3 separate regions of the Mus musculus genome follow, and regions 2 and 3 are each linked to region 1. The links are chromatin contacts, called in public HiChIP or PLAC-seq maps. All regions are on one chromosome and are shown on one strand. The core of a region is the stretch at or near the end of the contact, and the rest is flanking DNA. Distances in the headings are between cores, read along the strand shown. Region 1 holds the start of Eif4enif1 (eukaryotic translation initiation factor 4E nuclear import factor 1). Region 2 overlaps Gm12592 (predicted gene 12592). Region 3 has its middle 31 kb from the start of Gm33862.

The links. HiChIP or PLAC-seq counts read pairs in DNA pulled down with a chosen protein or histone mark.
Region 2: a contact with region 1 is called in an H3K27ac HiChIP or PLAC-seq map of CD4 single positive thymocytes, with 11 times the contacts expected there. The contact joins the enhancer-like site here to the promoter of Eif4enif1 in region 1. A contact is called at or near these places in 2 of 39 promoter capture datasets (the C10 cell line and cranial neural crest), 2 of 484 Hi-C or Micro-C datasets (bone marrow-derived macrophages and nephron progenitors), 10 of 115 datasets of contacts at active chromatin or transcription factors (the 230-238 cell line, CD4 single positive thymocytes, the SCID.adh cell line and 5 more) and 3 of 9 other capture datasets (adipose tissue, liver and pancreatic islet).
Region 3: a contact with region 1 is called in an H3K27ac HiChIP or PLAC-seq map of thymic regulatory T cells, with 8 times the contacts expected there. The contact joins the enhancer-like site here to the promoter of Eif4enif1 in region 1. A contact is called at or near these places in 4 of 39 promoter capture datasets (embryonic stem cells, hippocampal neurons, liver and 1 more), 7 of 115 datasets of contacts at active chromatin or transcription factors (the 230-238 cell line, CD4 single positive thymocytes, bone marrow-derived dendritic cells and 4 more) and 3 of 9 other capture datasets (adipose tissue, liver and pancreatic islet).

Annotation. Positions count from the first base shown.
Region 1 is chr11:3,201,161-3,204,294 of GRCm38.p6, reverse strand. It overlaps Eif4enif1 (eukaryotic translation initiation factor 4E nuclear import factor 1), which reads right to left and starts at 1,712. Exons shown (of 19, transcript NM_023743.2): 1 at 1,498-1,712; 2 at 545-665. The coding sequence starts at 637. Gm51877 (5E5 antigen) reads left to right here and starts at 1,077. Exons shown (of 1, transcript XM_030246456.1): 1 at 1,077-2,751. The coding sequence starts at 1,077. The coding sequence ends at 2,150. It also overlaps a transcript of Sfi1 not described here.
Region 2 is chr11:3,312,000-3,315,133 of GRCm38.p6, reverse strand. All of the region lies in intron 1 of Gm12592 (predicted gene 12592), which reads left to right. It overlaps Gm11944 (predicted gene 11944), which reads right to left. Exons shown (of 6, transcript NR_045708.1): 3 at 2,509-2,602. Among named protein-coding and RNA genes, the nearest start is that of Gm11944, 4.6 kb to the right of the region's middle. Within about 2 kb of position 1,658, at least 45 of the 459 cell types and tissues checked have an H3K27ac peak or open chromatin away from gene starts, as enhancers often do. A contact at or near this core is called in CD4 single positive thymocytes and the SCID.adh cell line, where this site is marked.
Region 3 is chr11:3,104,170-3,107,303 of GRCm38.p6, reverse strand. No RefSeq gene overlaps it. Among named protein-coding and RNA genes, the nearest start is that of Gm33862, 31 kb to the left of the region's middle. Within about 2 kb of position 1,698, at least 121 of the 459 cell types and tissues checked have an H3K27ac peak or open chromatin away from gene starts, as enhancers often do. A contact at or near this core is called in the 230-238 cell line, CD4 single positive thymocytes, bone marrow-derived dendritic cells and 2 more, where this site is marked.

The DNA of each region.
Region 1 (3,134 bases), core at 463-2,962:
ACCTCTAAATTCACACTCAGGCTGAAGCAAGCGGGTACCACATACAAACATATTTCCAGAAACTGTAATAGACAGGTAACCACTCTGTAATCTTCAGCAATGAAATATGAATGAATTCTTACTTTTGTGAGCTTATATCCAATTTATAAGAAGTTAAAAAAAAAAAAAAGGATTAAAAATCCAATTACTCCAGCCAGACTCCTCTTCTAGGGACTTGAACTTCTACGAAAACATCCATACAAAGACACCGATCCTGTGAAACATCCCAGAGCTGGAAACCTCACCTGATCCCTGCCAACCAATCACCCAACTGTTAAAGAACATCTGGGTACAAACACTTATCTACAAATTTCACACAGGATCTGAGACAACAGCCTTTCACCTAAAACCTACAGTTTAAACCCAGTAGTCACACTTAAAAATGACCAAATGCAGATGCTTTACAAAATTTATTTAGTCCCCAATGAGTCAGAGCAAAACTACCACTTTAGATAATTCCAATGAAATAGCTACACATTATTACTTCATGTGAAACAAAACTTACTTTCGTATAGCGATGGGGGGATTTGGAGGTGGGCAGTTTCTTCAGCTCAAGGAAAGCATCTCCATTTTCTGTTTCAGCCACACTTTTCTCCATGGCTTCTTGGTGTACAATATTTTTGCACCTGGAAAATAAAATTAGGCACAAAACTGTCAAACAGAACAATAAATATTCCAAAGCCTTAGCTGCTTCTCTGAAACTGGAACTTTGAGGGGAAAAAAGAAAAAAATCAAGATAGTTAAAAAAAAAAAATCCCAAAACTACGGTATGAACCAGAACTAAATTGGAAAGAGAACCACCTGAAGTATTCAGAGTACCCATAGCAAAGAAAAGCAGAAGTGGAAGGGGCCCAACTCAGGGTACAACCTTTAATTATCTTTAATACAAAGGGAAACCAAAATAGTCGCTGCCACCCACAAGAATCGACCTGGCGGCGGTGGTGGTGAAGTTTCCCGGAGTAGAGTAGAGGTAGGACTGGTTGGGCTGCCGATCCGGCAAGTCGGGCTGCTGGAAAGTGCCTGTCACTTGTCAATGGATGGCACCAGCTGCCCCTTATTACCCGAGCGAGAGGGGCTGGGGAACCGGCCGGAGAGCACCTCTCTCAGCCGGCCACACCTGTGGCCATGTGAGGGGCGTCCGCGGCGAGGGAGGGCCGGTGCGGGCCTCCTCTGGGAAACTCCACTCCTCCAACGAACCCCTGGCCCCTCACCCAGGCCCCGGGCTAGAGGCTCCTCCGGAAGAAGGGCAGGGACGGTACTCACGGAAGGAGGCGGGCCGCAGGGAGCAGGGACCAAGTCCACAGGTCGGCCGCCTAGAGCCGGCGCAGGCCCGCCTGCTGCCCGCCGGCCGCCCGCGCGCCTCGCGCCTCTGCCGCCCCCCGCGCGCGCCCTGCCGCCCGCGCTCCCGGGGTAGCGCGCAGTCCTCGCACGCAGGCCGGGGCCCCGCGCTTGCCGTACCCTTGCTGGGAGCGCCCGCCGCCGGGCGGCCCTGCGCCTCGGCCGCCGCGTCCCCCCGCGCCCGCTCCAGGCCCGGCGTCGCTGGCCGCGGCCTGCGCTTGCGCCCCCCTCCCCCCCACCCGCTCGGGCTGGCTCTCCTCAGCCGCCGTAACCGAGGCCCGGCCCTCCGGCGCGGCTCTCCCCCCCCCCCCCCGCCAAGCACCGCGGGGGACCCAGGCACCGCCCTCGCAGCGCGCAGGACCTGGGGTGTCCGCAGCGGTGCCTGGCAGAAAAGCTGCTTTGGGCGGCGCTGTCCGCCGCGCTGGGTTCCGCGTGGGCCGGATGGCGAGGCCACAATAGCCAAAAGGGCACGGCGGCTACGGGAAGGTGATCGCGACCGGTGCCGTGGGAGCCGGCGCCCGGGCTCAAAGGCGGCTGCTGTGGGCAACTCAAGGAAGGGCGCCGCGTTCCCACGCGTCATGAGGGGCGGAGCCAGCAGCGCGCTGTCCGGGACCCGCGCCACGCCGGCGCGAGCGGGGTGGTCTGGGTGGGTCTGTATTGTCCAGTTGCTAGCGGTCACCGGGCTGGGCCACTGCTGGTGTTTTTGCGACAGGGGTCAGTTAGGAGAACATTGTCGTGACCTGTTTGTTTTTTATTGGTGTGATCTAGGGTAAAGTTCTGAGCGGCCCGATTTTTCGCGCCTTTTTGTCTGCTAAAACTGTCCCTGAAGTTACTCTAAAGGGCATTAGTCATAAGAGATGGTGCATTGATAAGCAAGTTTGTCACAATTATCTGTGATCCCACGTGAAGGGAATTGACTAATTAGAGTAGCTTTCAATGAATAATCTGGAAGAGTAAAGTATCTGAGGGAAATAGAAAGCCTGGCTTTTGCCCGAGTGCCGAAACAAGTTGATGGAGGATACAGATTCGGATATAAGTGGATAATCCAAGAACTGCCGCTCTGGGAAGGTCACTTGTGAACAAGTCTGTAGGAGTATGCCAAGCTGTTGGGACTGCCCAGAATTGATATTTCTTTGTCGTGGAGGGATACTGTTTGTTTGTTTTGTTTCCTGTAAAGAACAGCGAGGCTGAACATGATGGTTTTAATTTTTCAGATCTTGAAACCGGGGAGTTGAAAGCCAGCAGGAGCAGTAGGGCATTTGAATATCGTTTATTTTACTTGAGAAAGCTACTTCCCATTCTTTCTTTGAGTTTTGGCAACAAAAGTAATTTTTCCCCTTTGTAATGACTTAATAAAGTCTTTTTTGCAAACTATCTTTTGTAACAGATTTACACTATGTAACCCTGGCGGGCTTCCCAAGTGCTGGAAATTACAGGCCTGTGCCTAAAGAATACAGACAACAGACATAGAAACATCTGCACTTAGGCCTGATTCTCTATTGTCATAGAGGCTGTGTAGAATTAGGAAATATATTGATCTTTAGCTTAGTTTAGGAGTTGGAAATAGCAGTACTGAAGATTAAATTTAGCAATGGGGGGGGGGAGTGAAGCCTTATATAATATGTATAAAGTTTCTTGAAAACATTTAATATGCAAAGACACATCGTAGGGAATCAACACTGACTGCTTTTCTTTTTTAAAGATTTATTTATTATATGTAAGTATGCTGTAGCTGTTTTCAGACACACCAGAAGAAG
Region 2 (3,134 bases), core at 409-2,908, 110 kb before region 1:
TTGAGGTGGGGTTTCTTTGTGTAGCCCTAGCTGTCCTGGAACTCACTCTGTAGACCAGGCTGGTTTCGAATTCAGAAATCCGCCTGCCTCTGCCTCCCAAGTGCTGGGATTAAAGGCATGTACCACCACCACCCAAACCATAACAGCTTTTAACATAAGCCTTTTTCTCTCATGGTATCAAATGTTTTGAAATGATCTTTATATATGAGCTAACTGATGGACATTTTGCATGAGTTTTGGACAATAAGATCTTTAGAGTTGCTTTGTTGTATAGCTTCGAAGAGTGGAATTCCTAATTTAAAGGGGATATTTTAAAGGTTGTTGACATTTTTTTTTTTTTTTTTTTGGGTTTTTTCAAGACAGGGTTTCTCTGTGTAGCCCTGGCTGTCCTGGAGCTCACTTTGTAGACCAGGCTGGCCTCGAACTCAGAAATCTGCCTGCCTCTGCCTCCCGAGTGCTGGGATTAAAGGCGTGCGCCACCACGCCCGGCTTGACAATTTTTTTGTTTTTGTTTTTGAGAGTCTTGTATAACCCAGGCTGGTCTCAAACTTGCTATATAGCTAAGTACGACTTTGAACTTCTCTTGAACCTTCTAACTGCTATGCACCACACCTATTTACTGTGGTGTATACTCTGTAAGATAGAGTACTAGGCTTCATGCAGATTAGGCAAGCACTCTACCACCAGAACTATACACCCCCCAACCCCCGCCCATTCTTCTTATCATTGGTATTCTTTTGCTTTCCCCCACCCCACAAAGGGAGAATGTACTCTGCAAAACAGTGGGAGGAGTTCTGAGTCCCTGAGAGTAAGGGTTGGCCCAGGATGAAGGAAAAAAGGAGGGGAGCTAATAGAGGAAGGCAGCAAGGGAGAGGAAGAGTGAGCCACTAGGGGGCAGTCAGGGACGTGTTCCCTGTGGCTGGAATCATGGAAGGCCTGAAGTAGGTGTATCTGTATCTCAAACCCTCTGTTCCCTTGAACCTGTGTCCACATCTGAACACGTACTGATTTAGAACAAAGTAAAGGAGAAGGTATAGGTTGCAGGTCTGAGCTGATGCTGGAGGAGGAAGGGCTCATCTTTAAGGGTTCCTTGTCAGTGTTCCTTGTGGGATGGACCAAAGCATTTTGGTTTCAGTTATTGGTATGAAGAGTAATCTCCTTGTTGGGGTAGGGTGAATTGGAGGGCCGAGTCCAAGTCCTTGTCACAAGAGACAAAGATGACCTATTTGGAGTTCCTGGGTGCCTTTTACAGCTTAAAGCATTTAAGATGTTTCCAAGAACTGGAGGGGAAGGTATCCTGGGAAGGGTCCCAAGTTGTGGGGATGTCTACCTGTCCCGGGCTTCCACCTCTCCCCTGCATCTCGGCTTGGTCTTTTACTCTTGTCTAGTGTGCTTGTTCATTTGAGCCTGAGTATCATAAGGGACAGACCACGCACAAGTGGGAACCGTGCAGAACAGGGAAGTGTACAGAAGTGACACACAGCTCAGATCTGAGCCCTCACCTTGCCCTTCACATCTTCAGACATAAGCAGTCACTAGACTTCTCTGAACCTTCAAGTAGAATATTTTCCTTATGGGGCACTGTGCCTGGCACCCAGCAAGTGTGCCAGCTAGCTGTCTTACAGCAGAGGTGGGGGCAGGGAAAACTGTAGACAGCAGCAATCAGATATGGGCCTCTGGAGTTTCTCAGGCAGATAAAAAGATAAGAACTTTACAGGCAGAGGAAGCAGCTTACACAAGCAAATAAACAGGAGCTGTGAGGTGAAAGGGCTCAGGGCTCCAGTGCATAGCATGGGACCCTGCCTCCCCCACTTCTAAGTCCCTCCCCCCCAAAAAGGTAAAGTGCTTTCTGCAAAATCTTTGAGTTGGATCTGTTGGATCCACAGTGGAAAATCAAACTCTAAAGAGGTTCCTGTAAACTGGGTGTGTTGTACTTTAATCCCAGCACTCAGGAGGCAAAGAGTAGATAGATCTCTGAGTTCGAGGCCAGTCTGGTCTAGAGTGAGTTCCAGGACAGCCAGGGCTACACAGAGAAACCCTGTCTCAAAAAACAGGGTAGAAAGTGAACTGGTTAGGCAGCCGTGGCAATAAGCACATTGGACCTCCTTGAATAGACTGCCTCAGTACAGCCTTCCTGGAAGATAAGGCACTGCACAGCAGACCAGGACCCCAGAGCCGTCCAGCAGGAGGCTAGACCCTCTAAGCCAGGACGAGGCCTCGCAAAATATACACTGGCAGCTGGAAGCCTAACCCAAGCCTGGCCTCACAGTCATTGACTTCCTTCAATTTTATTTACAGCTAAGTGCTTTACTTTCTTTGAACACAGCCCAAGCAAGCTGGTCTTGAACTCCCTATGTGGCTGAGGCTGGCCTTGAACTCCTGATCTTCCTGCCTCTACCTCCTGGGAAGTCCTGGGATTATTATAAAAGAGCAATACCCAACCTGCAGTTTAAAATGGTCAAAATACATAAAACAAATTCTCCCTCTTTTAATGACAAAAATGCTTACCTGTTGGCACTGCACAGAAATTGTTTGCTAGTCCTGTTCTTGCTCACTGTCTCCATTACAGTGAAGGGGTTTGAGCAAAGATGGTTGAGGTAACCTGAAAGGAGTTTTGCGTGTTTCCTAATGTGCTTTACTAGGTAGGGATCAGCTACTTTGTTCTCCTAGCAGCCCTGGAAAAACTGCTTTTTTGTTATCGTAGGTTTTGGTGAGGAAACAGGCCCACATCATTCTGAAAGAAGTTCCTGGAGGGTCTGAACCAGGCTCTCTGTCTCCTGGATGAGCATGAACCAGGGCACAGTGACGATTGCCCAGAGAAGAGACTGTGCTTAGAGCAGCAGCAGTTCAAGGTGGTTGTGGGTCGTGGAAGATGCAGGCATACAGACGGGGATGAGTGGGGGACTTGTAGTGAAAGCTACTTGGTGGGGTAGAGCAAGAGGCACAAGGCTGGGGGTGACTCAGGCTCTAAGCTTGAGAGCTCTCTGTAGACACTAGCTGGACGGGACGGCTGTGGTAAAGTCCTAACAGTCCCACTGGGGGATGGCACAGAAGCAGCTCAGGTTGCACTGTGGGATCCATTCTCACTGCTTGCTTTGGCTGTGTTGGGATCAAGCCTGTTGGTTGTTAAATTA
Region 3 (3,134 bases), core at 449-2,948, 97 kb after region 1:
CCCTTTCCACAACGAGAGCAAAGAGTAGTCACTCGGGCCTGCTCTGGAAGGGGGCAGTTTTTCTTTAGATGGCCTACTTTTCCACAGTTAAAGCAAGCTCTTTGTTTGCTGGTAGAGGGGCGCTTTTGTGTTTGTAATATCGCTGCAGCCAGCCCCGCATTGGTAAGTGGGCCTCCTAGCTCTCTACATACCCTAAGCCAATCCTGCAATCCCTTGTTTTTTCTTGGTGTAATAGCAGTCCTGCATTCCTGTGTGGCTTGTTCATAAACAAGCTGTTCAATTAGAGGCATGGCCTGTTCAGGATCTCCAAAAAATCCTTCCTGCTGCTTCAGGCATTCTCGCCACAAAGTCTGAGAATGGCTCCTGGGGGCCCTGGATGATCTTTGTAAGGTGGCCTCCAGCTTCTCCCTTTCTTGTAAGAGCTTTCCAAGCCTTAATGGCAGCCGCTGATATTTGAGCATATTCTCCCCAATGATAATTAGTTTGATTGGCGGCATACTGTCCTTGACCCATTAATAATTCAAAAGTCCATTGTCTCTGATTATCATCCTCTGCTGCAGCATTAATTCTTGCCTGATCTGGGCAGCATCGTACCATAATGCTTTCCATTCCATGTATTGTCCCATATTAGGTAGAGTGGCTTTAACTGTCATTTGCCAGTCTGCTGGAGTCATTGCTACATTGGCAAATCTCTCGACCTGTACCAAGGTGAAGTTGGCATTGACTCCATAATTACATACAGATTCAGCAAGTTCTTTAATTTGTTGATATTCTACAGGAGCATGTATGCATCCTGCATCATCTCCAGCATCGAAAACTGGAAAAGCAATCTGAATCTTTTTTAATTCCTCCTGAGGCAGAAAGGAACTAGCACCACAACTTGTTTGATATGGTGGGGGTGCTGAGGGCTTGGGCAACTGCTTTATGCCCCCCCTCTTATTTTAACCTTTTGCTGTACCTTTGGATTAGGGCCATACCTTTCCCTTTCATATTTTGTTGCTTCCTCTTCTAATTCTGCCTATTCGCCAGAATCTAACTCATCAGAATCTGAGCTATCAATCTCTAGGGCTTCTAAATCTAGGGTGGGGTAAATGTTACTAGGTTTACTTGTAGGGGGTGCACTGTTACCGTCCCCTTTCATATCTCTCCCCCTATCTAACTTCCAGGGAGGTCCTTTTTCCTTATCTCTCCCCCTATCTAACTTCCAGGGAGGTCCTTTTTCCTTATCTCTCCCCCTATCTAACATCCGGGGAGGTCCTTTTTCCTTCATGTCTGTTTTCTTAGGAGCTCCAATTCTCTCGCTCCGTTCGGTTTCTGATATGCTGTCTTGAACCTCTTCTAATGTTTCTTGTCCCTCAACCACTGCAAGTCGTCAGGTCTCATCTTCTAAGCAATTCTTTATCAGTTTCCAAATGGCCTTGGTGCCTAGGCACAAATCTCCTTCCTCAATTTTTTTATCTAGGTCTCTTCCTAGTTTATCCCATGAAGCTATGGTCAGTGAGCCCGAGCAAGCATACCATGGGGCGACACGGTCAACCGCTGCGACAAAATTTTTTAGGGTGCATGTGGCAATCTTGAGGTCTCTCTGCTTAAGAACAGCTTGTAGTGTGTTTACAACCGATTCTGAAGACCCCATCGTGCCTGCGGCTTATGTACATCCGACTTAAGGCACGAAAAGCAGAAGTGAAAGTAAACCACACTCTGCTCTGAAAAAGCAGAAGTCTGCTTCCGAGGCAGCTGCTCCAAAAAGCAGAAGGAAATACGCTCTCAAAAGCAGAAGTTCACTTTTAAAGCAGAAGGCTGCCTCTAAAGCAGAAGTCCGCTCCTGGAGCAGAAGTGAAAGTAAAGTGAAAGCAAAATGCCACGCTCCACTCCCTTACGTACGAGAGACTGACCGAGAATGACGGTGCCACCGCTTATCTACGTCGGACTGACCGCACCTCAAAATTAACACCAACCACGATGAACACGATAAGACACCAGGAGAAAGAAGATAAGCACCAGAGTTACAAAAACCAAAGCTTCTACTGACCCGTCCCACGGTGCTTTCAGATTAAAACCAAAGTTAAAAGGAACAACAGGTTCAAGATCAGACATGACTCTCCGAGCTTATCCACTGCAGTTCTGAATCTGCCCTATCTCCAGGGGGGTCTCCTTAGTGCTGGTGTTGTTGAAGTCCCGGGTTTCGGCACCAGATGTGGTCTGTGATAAGGAGTCTCGCCAACGAGGACGAAAACACAGGACACACTCAGATCCTTCTGCAGCAAAGCTTTAATGCATCTCGAGAGATAGATGAATCAGCTTCTGGGGAGGAGGAGACCCAGAACACAGGAAACTTGTCCCTTTTATAGCCCACGAAGAGCGGTTGGAGACGTGCCTCGCCCTGACTGGCTGCTCACCATCAGCCCAGATGACGCCACGGGATAGACAGGGCACAAGGAATGGAAAAATACCCCAGCACATGCGCAGACTACTTGTTTACCAGTTAGAACACCGGATGTCAGCGCCATCTTGTAATGGTGACTGCAAGGGCGGCTCCTCACACACACTGTAGGAACTGGAGTATGACGAGAAAACTGAAAATCATGGAAAATGAGAAACACACAATGTAGGACCTGGAATATGGAGGAAAACTGAAAAACGTGGAAAATGAGACACAAACACTGTATGTCCTGAAATATAGTGAGAAAAATATGAAAAATGTGAAAAATGAGAAATGCACACTGTAGGACCCTGATTATGGTGAGAAAACTGAAAAAAAAAACGTGGAAAATGAGAAACTCACATGGAAGGAAATGGAATATGGCAAGAAACACTGATAAACGTGGAAAATGAAACACAAACACAATTTGACCTGGAATATGGAGAGAAACACTCAAAAACGTGGAAAACTGAGAAATGGACACTATAGGACCTGGAATATGGCAAGAAACCCGAAAAAGTGGAAAATGGGATACAAACACTGTTTAACCTGGAATATGGCAAGATACACTCAAAAACGTGAAAAGTGAAAAATGCACACTTTAGGACGGAGAATATGGCGAGAAAACTGAAAAATGCGATAAATGAGACACAAACAGTGTTTTTAACTGGAAAGTGGCGAGAAACACTCAAAAATGTGGAAAATGAGAAAT